Linked DNA regions of Mus musculus: region 2 is linked to region 1. The links are chromatin contacts, called in public promoter capture Hi-C maps. All regions are on one chromosome and are shown on one strand. The core of a region is the stretch at or near the end of the contact, and the rest is flanking DNA. Distances in the headings are between cores, read along the strand shown.

What was found. Promoter capture Hi-C pulls out the DNA fragments that hold promoters and counts their contacts.
Region 2: a contact with region 1 is called in a promoter capture Hi-C map of pre-B cells, with 2.8 times the contacts expected there. The contact joins the promoter of Nmd3 here to the enhancer-like site in region 1. A contact is called at or near these places in 1 of 39 promoter capture datasets (pre-B cells) and 2 of 115 datasets of contacts at active chromatin or transcription factors (bone marrow-derived macrophages and pancreatic cancer cells).

Annotation. Positions count from the first base shown.
Region 1 is chr3:68,672,218-68,679,104 of GRCm38.p6, forward strand. No RefSeq gene overlaps it. Among named protein-coding and RNA genes, the nearest start is that of Il12a, 16 kb to the right of the region's middle. Within about 2 kb of position 4,719, at least 223 of the 459 cell types and tissues checked have an H3K27ac peak or open chromatin away from gene starts, as enhancers often do. A contact at or near this core is called in bone marrow-derived macrophages, pancreatic cancer cells and pre-B cells, where this site is marked.
Region 2 is chr3:69,720,266-69,728,195 of GRCm38.p6, forward strand. It overlaps Nmd3 (NMD3 ribosome export adaptor), which reads left to right and starts at 1,790. Exons shown (of 16, transcript NM_133787.2): 1 at 1,790-1,857; 2 at 2,144-2,201; 3 at 3,992-4,126; 4 at 6,096-6,192. The coding sequence starts at 2,158.

The DNA.
Region 1 (6,887 bases), core at 3,469-5,968:
CTATAGTTGAAAATACTGACTCCTAGCTTAGACCTGCAAATGTCTGACAGGGTGGCTGAAACATCTCTGTCTTCAAACTATGCCTGTCTCTTTTGTGGCCTTAACCTATGGGCTAAAGATAGCTACCAGCCACCATAATCAGAAATACATTGTCCTAAAGGAACACCTTAGTTCCTGAAAGATCTTCCCTCCTTCCCAGAAAAGACATAAATAGTTCCCCATTTTAATTAGCCTCCTTCCTTCGCTCCCTCATTATTCCTACCTCAGCTCCCTGGAGTGAAGACACTGATTTGTAAGCAGAGTCTCCCTCATCTTCATTGTTAGGCCACTGGATGACCGTTTTTCCTCTCCTGCCACTCGCTGCCACAGGACCAAATGAACTCTCAACTCTCTTTTGGGTGCCATGGCCACAAATGATGTGTCATAAAGCTCTTCTACAACTACAAACTTCTACAGCCATTTAAAGTAGAAAATGACCACTCTGTAACCAATTGCTTCAGCCAACTGTATCCAGAGTGATAAAGAAGACAATCAAGATCCCAAGCCTCAGTGCCCAGCAAATATTTCCAGCAATGATCACTGTAGAACTAGAGCTGCTTCCCAGGCCTCTTGGCAGGGAGCTCCAGGATCACGACGGCAAAATTTCCTCGATGTTCTACTGGAGTCCCAGGAATGCCAGTGCCCAATGGCCCCAGCCTCCAAGTCTGACTAAATTTACATCTCTGGACATTTCATTTTTGTTCTCTGGAAGTCAGAGACCATTTAATCTTCTAATCATTTATATTCTTTATTTATTTTCTTTTTATTTTTTATGTGTATGGGTGTTTTTCATCTGCATGTATGTATGTGCACCACATGCTTGTCTGGTACTCGTGGAGGTCAGAAGAGGGTGTTGGCTCCACTGGAAATGGAGTTGCAGACAGTTGTGAGCTGCCATGTGGGTGCTGAAAATTGAATCTTCCCAGAGATAGCTGATGAAAAAACTAATGAACTAGAATATGGAATACACACACACACACACACACACACACACACACACACACATATATATATATATATATATCCACAGTGCAGCACAGAAACACAAAAAATTGAAATCAAGAGAAAAGGATAAAAAATATAGAAGATATATTTGAAGGTCTACCACACATTTAATCTGTGACAAAAAGAACCACATATAATGAAACACTATCTATACTGGCTAGTTTTGTGTCAACTTGACACAGGCTGGAGTTATCACAGAGAAAGGAGCTTCATTTGGGGAAATGCCTCCACGAGATCCAGCTGTAAGGCATTTTCTCAATTAGTGATCAAGGGTGGAAGGCCCCTTGTGGGTGGTGCCAACTCTGGGCTGGTAGTCTTGGTTCTATAAGACAGCAGGCTGAGCAAGCCAGGGAAAGCAAGCCAGTAAAGAGCATCCCTCCATGGCCTCTGCATCAGCTTCTGCTTCCTGACCTGCTTGAGTTCCAGTCCTGACATCCTTTGGTGATCAACAGCAGTATGGAAGTATAAGCTGAATAAATCCTTTCCTCCCCAACTTGCTTCTTGGTCATGATATTTTGTCCAGGAATAGAAACCCTGACTAAGACACTATCTGAAGAGATAATGGCTGAGAGGGTTTCAAAACTAGCCAATGATACTAATCCATGATTCAAAAACCCAAACTAGCTGCCTGTTATCTAGTACCTGTTAACCTCTTAACAAGCACAACAGAAATCATGACAAAGGATTTCAGTCTACTGATGAGGATGCCATCAATAGACTGAAAGAAGATTAGAGCCACCTCAAATTTTATACCCAACAAACATATCCTTTAAGAAAGAAGAAAAAGTAATCCATTTTTTTAAAAAACCTGAGAAATTTTCCCATCATAACATCTGTGTGAAAATGAATTCAGAAGACTATACTTTTCACAGTAGAGTCATTTCCAAGGAGAGAGCTGAGCTGTGGGAAGAGATAAGAACAAAGAAAGCAGCACGTGTTTAAAGTTAAATCAACACTGAGTTGCCTTTAATTCTAGCACATGAAGAAGAGACAGGTGTGCCATCATAAGAGTCTGAGGTCAGTCTGATTTACATAGCAAGTTCTGAGCCAACCAGAATTACATAATACAACTTTGTTTAAAAGAAAAATATCTATCTTGGTGCTTTTTAAATATATATATATATATATATATATATATATATATATATATACACACACAAACACACACACACATATATATACACATATACATGCACATACATACACACACATACATACATACACACACACACACACACACACACACACACACACATACTTGGTAGAGTGTTTGCCTTGCCCATATGAGTATGACACCTGTTTATAATCTGGACCCTATAATATTTCTTAAAATGGTTTAGTTTTTTTGAAGACACAAGCAATAACAGGCTCATTATAGAAGAACAAATAATTTTTTTAAAGAAAGGAACACACTACACACACACATACACACTTGCACACATGAAACTCAAAATCACCCTCATCCCTTCCTCAAAAACACAGAACATGGCTATGTGTGTATGACCCCAAAAGTCTGGGTTTCCCCAAGAAAGACAAGCTATACTTCTGAGGATGGAAGTGTCCCGAGCACCATATAAGAATGACCCCTGCAGGTTAGTTTTCAGGAAGCAGGTAGTTTATTAATCAAGGCCTTGCAGAGCAAGAGAAAGGACTCTGGTGGGAGTTGAGGGCCCCAGATCTCTTCTGGCTCTTGACATAAATCATTAACTTGACTTTAGCAGGTCACCTCTCCACTCTGGGTCATATTACGTTACTACCTCCATTGAACAAAGGGTTTGGAAATGAAGCCCTTTAAGGTTCCTTCCAATAAGGAAAACACATACCTTTGTGATTACTTTTAGAGTGCAACTTAGAGAATCAGTCTCAGAAAATATCTATAGACACAGCCTCTGTGGTTGAAGCTGTTTGTAACCATCAGAGAAAATGGCTCAAAATGGCCAGCACTTCTCCAGACCTGCTGCATCTATGCACAGCCCTGTTGGCAGTTTTCACAGTATATTTTTAAACAGCAGCTATTATATGGACGTCATTTCTTCATTTCTGCTTCCCAAGTTCCTCTGACACCTCTATTTCCGTTCCTGAATGCTACGGGAATAGCTTGCCTCACTTCACATGTCGGTGTGGATTAGCACAGAGGCAGAGGACGCTCATCTGAACTGGCAGAGATTAAATAATTGAGACAGACCATAAAAGCTTTTTATGCTAGTGTTCTTACATATCATCTAGGGACAACCCACTTCTGTTTAATGCCTTCCTGACCCATTTTGGGGTTCACAGAGACATGCTGGGACACTGTTCACAAGGTGTTTGTACCGACTCCTTGGCAAGCAAATGGAATATCCTTGAAAGGTGGAAGTCGCACATCCATATCGGTAAAATTCAGACTCTGGGGCTCTGTGTCTGATGTAGGAGCCGCAGTGGATGCTGGGAAATAAGCCGGCTTCTCTGTAAGAGCAGCCAGTGCTCTTAACTGCTGCACCATCTCGCCAGCCTCTTACCTCGGTGTTGCTGTTTTGCTTTTTAGTTGTTGATGTTTTTTTGTTGTTTTTGTTGTTGGTTTGGTTTGGTTTGGTTTGGTTTGGTTTGGTTTGGTTTGGTTTTTGGTTTTTCGAGACAGTGTTTCTCTGTGTCCTGGATTTCTTAAGCTTTCTTTTATTTCTTTGGTATGAGCTATGTAGAGTGTACCTTCATGCCTTCTTATTGTATCCTGGGGGTAGTAAGTAACCTTTAGGTACCTTTGCCCCCTGTAATGCCTCCCTTTCTACCCGGACTATACTTAGACCAGCTTTGGTGAATGAATCAAGTCACAAACTCTTTGGCCTTTTGTTTGCTTTTTAAATTTTGTTGTTTCCTTAGGCCAGCTATCCTTGAACTCAAAATCCTCCTCTCTCAGCCTTCACACTGGGACTCCTGGCATGAGCTAGGGTGTCCAGCTGTCCTTGGCCATTTCAAAAGTAAACAAGGTAGAAACAAATACAGAAAAGACTTAGCAGTCCCGAGTGACCTGATGCTCACCCTCTGTCTCCCCACCGCCCTGCTCCCCTCCCCCCACCCCAGTGCATTTCATTTTGGTTGGCTGATATTCTCCGAGTAAGTTGCAAATCGCCATATTTGCACAAGTCTACACTGACTTATGTTGTTAATTTGAGGGGTGCCAGTTATGGTGAGCAAATCCAAGGTTTTTAATGTGTGCTAAATCAGTGCCCGATCTCTCAGATACGCCCTTAACCCTCTAAAGAAGGCAGCCTTGTGCACACGTGCCAAGCAGTTATCTTTATAAATAGTTCATCAAGCAATTCCCGCTTATAAAATCTGTCTTTTTTTGCTATGCCCACCCAGAGCTTGTTCAGAACTCAAAGCAGGGAGTCTGTGCCTCTGTACGCATGTGATCAGATATAATTCAAATAATGCAAAAATAGTTAAGGAAGAAAGGGGAGCAAATTTAAAATAAATATTTGCAGTTTGGGGCTTCCAAGCTCTGCCATTTCCTTCGTTTCCAATCACACAATCATATTCAGCTTATTATGTAGTTCGTGTCTTGCTCTCAGCCTTCCCCCCACCCCCACCCCGTCCTTTCCCCCAAGTGTTTTTGAGTCCCTGATACCGCCCCCCGCCCCCCACGCCCCGCCCCAGGTGCAGAGGAGCCAGTGCCTGGCACCCAGTACACATGTTTGGTGGCTTTCCGTTGAGTGACTCATTGCTCAAGCAGGCACTCCAGCTGCCTTCCTTACCCTGACTCCCTCCCACCTCCTTCTGCCCAGTTCCAAACTTGAGTTTATCCAACACTCATTTTTCTCGGCTTCTGCTATTCTTAGGCTGCGGAGAGATGCTGAGGGGGAAACTCAGACTTCTGTCAAGTGGGTCTCCACGGAAGCAGACCGCCAACCCTCACACAGGCCCCGCGTTTATCTCCTGGTACCGCGACAGGATGTTGCACACAGTGATCTTCAAACTCAGCTGTGGCCACAGCCGTGACTCCGTGACAGTTACTGGCAACGTTTTGGCTGATTCTCTCCACTTCCTATGCCGTCCCTCTCCAACTTCCCTGTTCCTAAGCTGTTTCAGGTCTAAGCGAGCTTGCAGCACCTTAAGCCTCCTCCCACAATAGCTTTAAGTCACTTGCTTTTATTTTATTTTTAATGTTCATAGGTTATTTTGACAAAGCTCTTTGTAAACTTAATCATAAGGCTGTATTATATTCTGTAAATGCTAACCACATTTAAGCTTCTCTAATGAGAGACCTGCCCATACTTTGGCATTTATTTTGTTATTACAATTTTTGTCTTTTGCATTTCTGAAATTCTTTAAGGTATATTCCTGGCTTTATCGGGGTCAACGGCTCCAGAAAGTTCAGATTCTTGATAAACTTTGTCAAATTTATTTTCAGAAACAGTTTCATTATGAATTCCCTTTCATACCTTTGTCAACCTAAAAGGATTTATTTCATGTACCTGTATTTGGTTGAGCCGTCTCATATCTTTTTAACATAGTTATTAACTATAGCTTTCTTCAGTGAGTTGTCTGTTAATGATTTTTCTCATTGGCCTACTGGGGTCCTCATGTTCTTAATTACTTTGTCTGTGTTATTGATAAATTTCACTGAGTAATTTGTGTGACAAACTCTCCAGATTGGTCGTTGTGGTTCCAGGATTCTCCTGTCTCTGCCTCCCTCCACTGGGCTTGCACATAGGGGCTCCAATCTGCCTCTGTCTTTAATCTCAGATCCATGCCAAGGTCTGGAAATCTTGTATCATCTCTCATGAAAGTTAGTTTGTAAGATATTAGCATATGTTCTGCTGTGATATAAAATTTACCCCATCCATCCTGGGAATTATTTTATTTTTGGAGTTTTTAAATATTTTTATTAATTCTTTGAGAATTTTGTACAATATATTTTGGTCATATTCACCCCCTCCTCCTAGATGCACCTCCCCTCCTCTACTTTTTAACTGTTGAGTCTAGTTTGTGTAGTCCCTTGGTAGTGGCCTGCCTAGAGTGGGGTTGACCTGTGGGGGGCCACAGCCTTAAAAATCAACAGAGTCTTTCTCTCCCTGCAACTGTCAGAGGTCAACACCTCTCTCCCTAGTGCCGAGACTCTGTGCCCCTCTCCCCTCCCCCAACTCCATGCCAGGGATTTTGTTCCTGAGCAGTTTTGATTACAGGTCTGCACCCCTGGACTTGTTTGACCTACCTAAATAATACTTTGAAAGCATATCCCTTCGATCATTATAAAATTCTTAAAATACAAAATGAAATCTGCAGAAAGTCAGAGAGTCCAGAGGCAGTCGAGGGAATGGCATGTTGGTGACTTTGCTTTCAGTACACCCACAGCACTCCACCTTTACCCATGCTACCTCACTCACAGTAACTGCCACTCCCACCTACCCCACTGACTCTTCCTCCCCACCCCCACCCCACCTCTACCAACCATTCCCGTAGCCACCCAAGCTATCAGGAGTAATGTAGCCACTACCCTAATGGCTCTCCACTCTCCACCTTTTTTTTTTTTCAGTTGTGCCTTTATTGACTTAGTGCATCAGAGTGTACAGGTGTCCTATAATAGAGGCCACCCTCTGAGCAGCACTTTTAAAGCAGCATTACAGGAATCCTTATTGATCACACCATAGTTATAAAAACCAGGGACATAATGACGTACACAATCTACACACGACAGAGAGGGAGAATTTACAGTAAAATAACATTGAGGGTTAGCAAGGACAGCTGCATGCAGGGAGGGTGGGGTGCCTAGGGGGAGTTAGGTTGGGAGGTGGTTATGTTGGCTTCTGACAATGACCACAGGCAGCTCTCACTGAGATTCTCAGATCACGTCCACTCCCCCTCTT
Region 2 (7,930 bases), core at 540-3,039, 1.0 Mb after region 1:
TGAATAGGTTCTTGGGTCCTTCATATTTGTTCATTTATGAATAATAAATAACTGCCCCTTAGCTATAACTTTCAAATATGAACTTCATGCCCAATCCAAAAAGGAAATCCTCCCACTTCTATTTGATAAGATGAATTCAAATTTAAACCCTCTTCATTGGGGAACAAAGACCCTCTACTGTCATAGGGTCCTGGAGTCCAATTAGAGTCATTAGCCTAAATTGGAATAGTGTGATCCTCTAGATATGCCACTTGGCTAAAGGCAGGCTTAGTAAGAAAAATTCTTTGCCTCATTTACCTGAATAGTGCCGACGGTTAATATGAGTGCAGGAGCCCACAGAAGATAGAGGCATCCCCCTGGAGTTGAAGTTATAAGCCATTCAAAGATGATAATACGGATGCTGGGTACTGAACTCTAGTGTTTTGCAAGAATAATAGTATGGACTACTGAGCCATCTCTTCAGACCACTTTCCCCTCTTTATGCAGGTGCTGGGTATCCAACTCAGATCCTCGAGCCTGCATGGCAAGCACCTTACTGACTCAGCCATCTCCCCAGCCTCCAACGCTAAGGCTTCTATTGGAGTTCTTAGGACTCTCATGTATAGAATCATAGCATCTGCAAATAAGAATATTTTGGTTTCTCCCTTTCTTATTTGTATTCCCTTTATTATTTCCCTTGTCTTACAGCCCTAGCTAAAAACTTCCAACACTCTATTAAAAGTGGAGAACATAAACACCCTTGTCTGTTTTAGTAGAAATTAGGCATATCTTTAAAAAACAAGTAACTAAAGTTTATACTGTAGTTACATTTCCATGTTCATTATAAATGTCTTATAAAACACAGATGATTGTGTGGAGCTGGAAAGGTGGTGGCTCAGCAGTTAAGAACATCTGCTACTCTCTCCCAGGACCAGAAGAGCTTGGTTCTCAGCCTCTGTGTTGGGCAGTTTCAAACCACCTGTAACTCCAGCTCCGGGGCGTCTGACACCTCTTCGGACCTTAGAAATGCTAGGGTCTTCCTTTTGACATCAGTTTCGGTTACAGTTGCGGATTTACCTGTTTTCATCTATTTTGTGGATCCACTTCTGAGAAAAATATGTTTCAGATGATTTCTTTAAGAATAATACTTTTCTTTAATGAAAAACATTTTATATTTTCTGCTTACTATTAAAAGTACAGTGTTTGCAATATAATAGAGAGTTTTCAGTTTTTCTTTCTTTTCTTTTTCTTTTTGCATCAACTGTTTAGTAAACAGCGATTCGATACTCTTAAGTTGTCCATGGTGATATTTACAGTGGCCATGTTTCTTTAGAAAGATCCATGTATTTTATGTATTTGAGTGTTTGGCCCGCATGAATATATATGCACCAAGTTTGTGGTTGGTGGCCTCAGAGTTAAGAGGGCGGCAGATCCTCTCCAAATGGAACTCTAGACGTCAGTGAGCCCACCCTGTGAGTGCTGGGAATTGAACCCAGGTCCTTTGTAAGAACAACTGCTTTTAACTGCTGAGCCCTCTCCCCAGGAGCTGAGAAGTGCATTTTAAAGATACGGGGGCGGGTGGAACGGTGAGCCTATCACAGACACCAAACTGTTGTAATCACTGTCCCGAGCCTGCTCAGCTCGCCCGGTCTCCCGTATCCCCACCCACTCACTCCATAGGCCCCGCCCCTTGCTACACGTGTATTCTTTGACCCCGCCCACCCGTCCCCTTCTCCCGCACCCTTCAGCACGCGGGATTTCCGGTTCTCCTATCGCGAGATCTTCGTAGGTGTGTAGCGCGGCTGAGGTAGCCGGTAGTGCGTCCTGGCCGGCGGGTTGCCCGCTGTGGGTGTATTTCGCCCTGTCACGGAGCTGCTGGTAGGTTCTGGGTGGGAGACCCGGCTCCTGCGCCAACAGCGGCCAGACGAGGGAGCGAGCCGGGCCCTGTACCCGGGCTGCGAGCGGCCCGCACGGGCGCCGGGGCGTGGGTGTGGGGCCGAGGCCGGCCGCATGCGGAGCCGCGGCGCGGAGGAGGGCGGAAGGGCCGTGCTGGGCGGCGGCTCGCGACCCCCGGGCTTGTGTGCCGCACGCATGGCTGTCCCCGAACTCAGGAGACTCGACCTGATGGATCCAAGTCTCACCGGTCCTTCCCTCCCCTTGATAGGTCGCGCGCGAACCATGGAGTACATGGCAGAGTCCATTGAGCACAGCCCGGGACACATGTGAGTTGCGAGCCCGCCCTGATCGATCCCTTGGCGTCTGCAGATCGTAAAATACCGAGAAAACGGTTAACGCTAGCAGGAGAGGTCCTTTTCTCGGTGGGAGAAAACGGTTGGGTCTTGATCGCATAGGAAGTCTACCCCATTTTAAGTCCGGTGTAGAAAAAAATGAGTGCTTTGAGAAGACGTCCTCCTAGAGGGGCACGAGTGGACGTGTACGGTTGTCACCCGGCTCCTCTGTCGTGCTAGCCACATGGTATGCGGTGCTCACGTGCAGCTAGTGGCCACCACTGGAAGATTATCTTAGTTTTCTTTGGGCAGCCGTGGGCCACGGTGGCGGAGGTTCACAGACTTTTTCTGCTGTTTCGTTGAAATCTTACTTTCGATGGAGCCAGTCCTGTTAGATTGGCCCTGGAATTCACTCTGTAGCCACGGCTGACCTTGAGAGCCTTGTCCCTTCAGCCTTAGCCTCCCAAGTGCTGCGATTATGTCAGGCCTGCTTCACAAAATTTTTCTGCCTCCAGTACACTATAGAGTTATACTCCTGTAGCTTAGAGCATCGGTAGGCATAGGTGCTCTTCTTGTCCTGTATTTTTGTCTATTTCTCCTTTTAAAAATTACTTTGTAACATAAAATACAGGGTTTCATTATATTTTCATGTATATAGGAGGGTCCGCATATTTAACATTGTACAGCGTTCATATTTACCCTACCATTGATCTTCCTTAACCCTCCTACCCCCTCACAGGTCCCTTTCCTTTCCTTAATAATCTCCTTTCTGTTTTCATGGAATACGTACATTTTCCTTTACTGTTCATTGTGGGTCCCTGTAAAGGGGGCCTGTTCGCATCTACGCATTGTAGATGCTCAGAACAAAGGGGGCACCCACTAGCCGAGTCAGATGCAAGAGAAACGAGAAACGGATCTTACATATATTGTTTGTTTCTCTTTGTTGTTTATTTTTGCTTTTGAGACAGTCTTACCATGTTAAGTCCTGCTTACCAGGAACTCATAGAGAGATCTGTCTGCCTCTGCCTCTGCCTCGCAAGTGCTGGGTAAAGGTCTGCACCATCACACTTGGCTGTCTTTTGTTTATATTGTTGAATTTATGTGCACATTAGTGTTTGCTATTGTTGTTAGACTATTTGCATTGCTAATTTCTTTTTTTCTTAGTTTTCCAATTTTAAAGAAGAGATGAGGGACTAGGACATTTCTATCATTGCATGAAGTTCATTAGCATGACAAAGTCGCACAGTGCCCTCTTTAAGCATTTTCAGAATTATGGCCCTTTGATTTTTGCCGATGTTTCAGGATTCTTCTTCACTCTGTCTTTAAGATTGCCTTTTTCCCCTCTTCGAGACAGACTCTCATGAAGCTCTGGCTGGCGTGAGACTCACAGATCTGTGTGCCCTGCTTCCTGGTTGTTAAGACGAAAAAGATTTCCCCCCACACCCCACTTGTCTTTTAAAAACAAATCAACTTATTTTATTCGTGAGTGTATGTGTGTGTGCTAAGTGCATGTAAGAGGCCATGGACATCAGAAGAGTGGTAGACTCTCCTGGAACTAGAGTTACAGATGGTTGTGAGCTGCCTCTTGTGTGCTGAAAATTGACCCCAGTTTGCTATAAGAGCTGGAAGCACTTTGACCCATTAAGTGTCTCCTCCCCCACTTTAAACAGTAGAATCTTGAAGGCTTTGGCTTGGTAGGGGTTTTTTGTTTGTTTGTTTTGTTTTGTTTTTGACTAGTAAATGTATAAAATCTAATTGGAAAAAATCTGCTTTATTTTCTCAAGCTTGTGCTGTGAATGTGGTGTCCCAATTAGTCCAAATCCTGCCAATATTTGTGTGGCCTGTTTACGAAGTAAAGTTGACATCAGCCAAGGTGTTCCAAAGCAGGTCTCCATTTCTTTCTGCAAACAGTGTCAGAGGTACAGTACATTACTACTTGTTTAGCTTCCTTAAGTTGGTCTTCATACAGAGAGCCACTGTGTTATGCTGAGATTACTCTGAAGTATACGGAATGAAACGTGCTGTTGAGTGTTAATTTTTACCTAGTTGATGTTACCAAGGATATAATAATTTGCAGTTTTATGCTGTGCTTTCTACTGTCCTACTAATCTGGTAAGGATAGAAAAAATATTTGTATAAAAGTGAGATACTGAATCTGACAGTAGAAGACGCCTTCTGAGAGCTGATGCATTCTTTCTTCAGTTTCGTTCCTTTAGTTGTTGGCTACATCTGTTTACATCTATCCATATGTCTAGTGAGAGACTTAAACCTTGTCAGTGAATATAAAAATTATATGCCTGTGACTTCCCAGATAGGTTTAGCATTTGCTTTGTGTATGTGGAAATTGTCTGTGGACCTCTGTAAGAATTCAAAATGTATTTCCCCAAATCTCTGCACATATATAAATAAGCCCATGAATTTAGTGTACTATTTTAGGGAGTTTACAGTGTGTGAGCCTGGTAAGTATGAGGCTTTTGGTCTGTTATGAATATTTATTATTAAATACATGGTGAAGTTTTAAAAGTATTAGACAAAGAAGCAGGACCCCCAAAATATTAGAAGTTTCTATCAAACTAGTTTTCTGTCATGCTTAGATACAGTCTGAGTCTCAATTTTCTCATGAGAATGAAGGGTTTTTATTAGATGATAAATAGTATTTGAAACATCCTTTGAAAATACTTATAAACAAATGGTTTTTATTGAACCTTGAAACAGGAAAATTAAAGTGTTTAACCATTTAATACCATGGCAAGAAAGCATTACATAACTCAGGTGAAAGTATTTAGCAGACATTGTTAATAACCTCTGTGTACTGGACCTTGGAAGACTGGGTTAAAAAAATTCATAATTTACAGAAAGGATTTGTATTTTACTATAATGAGGTTTAATTAATTTTGTTTTTTCAAGATAAAATTTCTCTGTAGCCCTGACTATCCTGGCCCTTATCTTGCTCTATAGACCAGGTTGACCTGGAACTCAGTTTGTCTTTGCTTCCCGAGTGCTGGGATTAAAGGCGTGCACCACCGTGCTTGACTTACTGAGGCTTATTTTGAAAACTTGTCTTTTTCAGCTTAAAAATTGAAATGAAACTTGATGACTGAACTTTTGATATACATTTCTATGTGTACTAATTTTCCTGTTTTTGTATGAGAAAAATGTTTCGCAAACATTTTAGAAGAATAAAATAAATAATTTTAGAGTCATTTAAGATAATTCTTACCTGTTGGTCAGTGTTCCTTCAAAGAAATTTTGGAAATATTGCCGTGTTTACTGGAATTTAAAAAGAAAGTCATTTATGTGTAGCTGTGTGCACGTTTGGTGTCCCTAAAGGCCAGAGGCATTGAATCCCCCTGGAGCTAGAGTTCCAGGCATTTGTGAGCTGCCCAACAGTGAGTGCTAGGAACCCCACCTCAGTCCCCCTTAACTACCGAGCCATCTCTCCAGCCCTCCTTACTGGGATATTTTATTTATTTATTTTTAACACGTATGCATTTATTTGGTATGTGTGCGCACTAGGCCACACTATGCATATGGCGGTCACAGGACGATTCATAGGGTTGGTTCTCTCCTTTTACCATGTGATCTCAGGTTGTCAGTCCTGGTAGCAAGCCCTTTTACTCTCTGAGCCATCTTCAGAGCTCTCTTAACTCAGTGCTCTCTTAACTTCTATTTTTAATAATTGAAACGACAAAATACATAACATATCTCAGATTGGCTTTCTCCAAATATTAGAATATTAGTTTTGAACTAAAGACACTGGTCTCATGGGGTAAAGCTTTAGAGTAGAGTATTACTCCTGATTAATAATCAGTATCACTTCTTTCTACTAATGGAAATTCCTGTTTTTTCCTGAAAAGCGGCAAACTTTAGAATGTTATCTTCTTTCAGATATTTTCAGCCACCAGCATCATGGGTACAGTGTGCTTTAGAGTCCAGGGAACTTCTTGCTTTGTGTTTGAAAAAAATTAAAGCTCCTCTGAGTAAGGTAGGTCAGTAGTTAATATTGCTGTACTTTTTCACTGAAACACTCATTTTCAGAAAATCCTTTGCTGTGGGTTTTGCTTTATTATGGTGGCTGTTGTTTGTTTTTTTTCTCTTATGTTCTTTTCCTTTTGTTTTTTGAGGCTGGAAATTGAACCAAGTGTCTTTGCCATAAATTATCAGGGATTCTACCACTGAACCATTTTGCTAGTCCCACACAATATTTTAATACACAAACACACACACTCTCTTACTTTTTATATTGACCTTTGTTGAAAGGTAGTATTTTTATTTTATTAGAAAAATTTGTTGAGATTTAAAATTTTTATTTGTATGGATGCTTTGCATGTGTATGTGTCTGTATATTATGTATGTGCAGTACCTTTGGAAGTCAGAAGAGGGTGTTGGGTCCTCTGGAACTGGAGTTACAGATGGTTGTGATCTGATTTGTGGGTGCCCTAGAAGAACAGCAAGTGCTCTCACCCACTGAGTGAGCCTTCAATATTATTTTTTAGTTCTGAAATCTTTCAAGTTATTGATTCATCTTGCCCTTGGACTTTTTAATTGCCTGGAGTGAAGCAGTACAGTCAGGATGACTAGAAAGGGAAAAGAATGCTCCATTGATTGTTGTTGTTGTTATAAGTAGAGAGCATAGTAAAAGGATTTTAGGATTTCAAAATGTTAAGTGGGTACAGAAGAGACTGAAGAACCATATGGGAATTGGATTGTAGGAAATGAGAGGGAGACTCAGGTATCTGGAATTACGTTAAAGGACAAAGGACTTAATAAAGTTGACAATGGCTTCTCTAAGAACAAGTGTGCTGAGCCTGTTAAGGGAATGCTGAAGTGAATGTCAAGGTCTCTACATTCCTGCAGATGGAGGTTAGAGGCTTTAGGAGAGAAGGCAGACTTATTTAGTGCTCTGTACATTTGTACATTTCCACCTAACTCCTGCAGATACTTACTAACTGGAGGCAGGGAGGGGTACACTGGGGGGGTAGGGGAAAAAGGGTGGTTAGGAACTGCTTGCTATTCTGATTTAATTTCTTGACTACTGGACTTTGCTGTAGCTCACTCAGTCATACTAGTTGGGTTTTATTCTTGAGTACTGCATTTGCCTTGGCTAGTCTTGCTATCACTAGATAGTATCTGGTACAGTTATAATCTGCCTGTTCACACTTTTCAGTGTATTACTTAACAGATTTTTCTGTGTACCTTCAGACCAGTATCAAACTGTCTACTTAATGTATGTCATAGATGCCAGGAAGGGCTCTTTGTCCATTAAATCTGTTGTTTATTTATGTCAAAAAAATTGTAATATCTAGCTGTTTAAGCTTGCTACTTGGGTATTGTACTAGTGTGTGTTCTCGTCCTCTTTCTAATATATAAGTATTAAATTAATCCTATAGAATTATCTTTTAAGTAGCTCTTGCTTTGCTTATTTCTGGTTCCTCTTAGTTCGGGTTCCTACTTTGATTATTATAAAGCCTCCATTCTTTTTCTCTCTGTTTCTTTGTTTTAAAGTTTTCATTCTAGCCTTACTGCATTATGTTCAGTGTATCAAGAATAGCAAGCTGTTTTTAGCTCCTGATCTAGAAGTATTAAAATTATGTAGTCAGTATATGAACATTTCCCAAAATAATGTCCATCCCCCTACACACAGACACCCTGAAACTCATTCTGTAAATTTTTTTTAATGGTCATTGATGTTTTATCTGCGTGTATGTCTGTGTGAAAGTTTC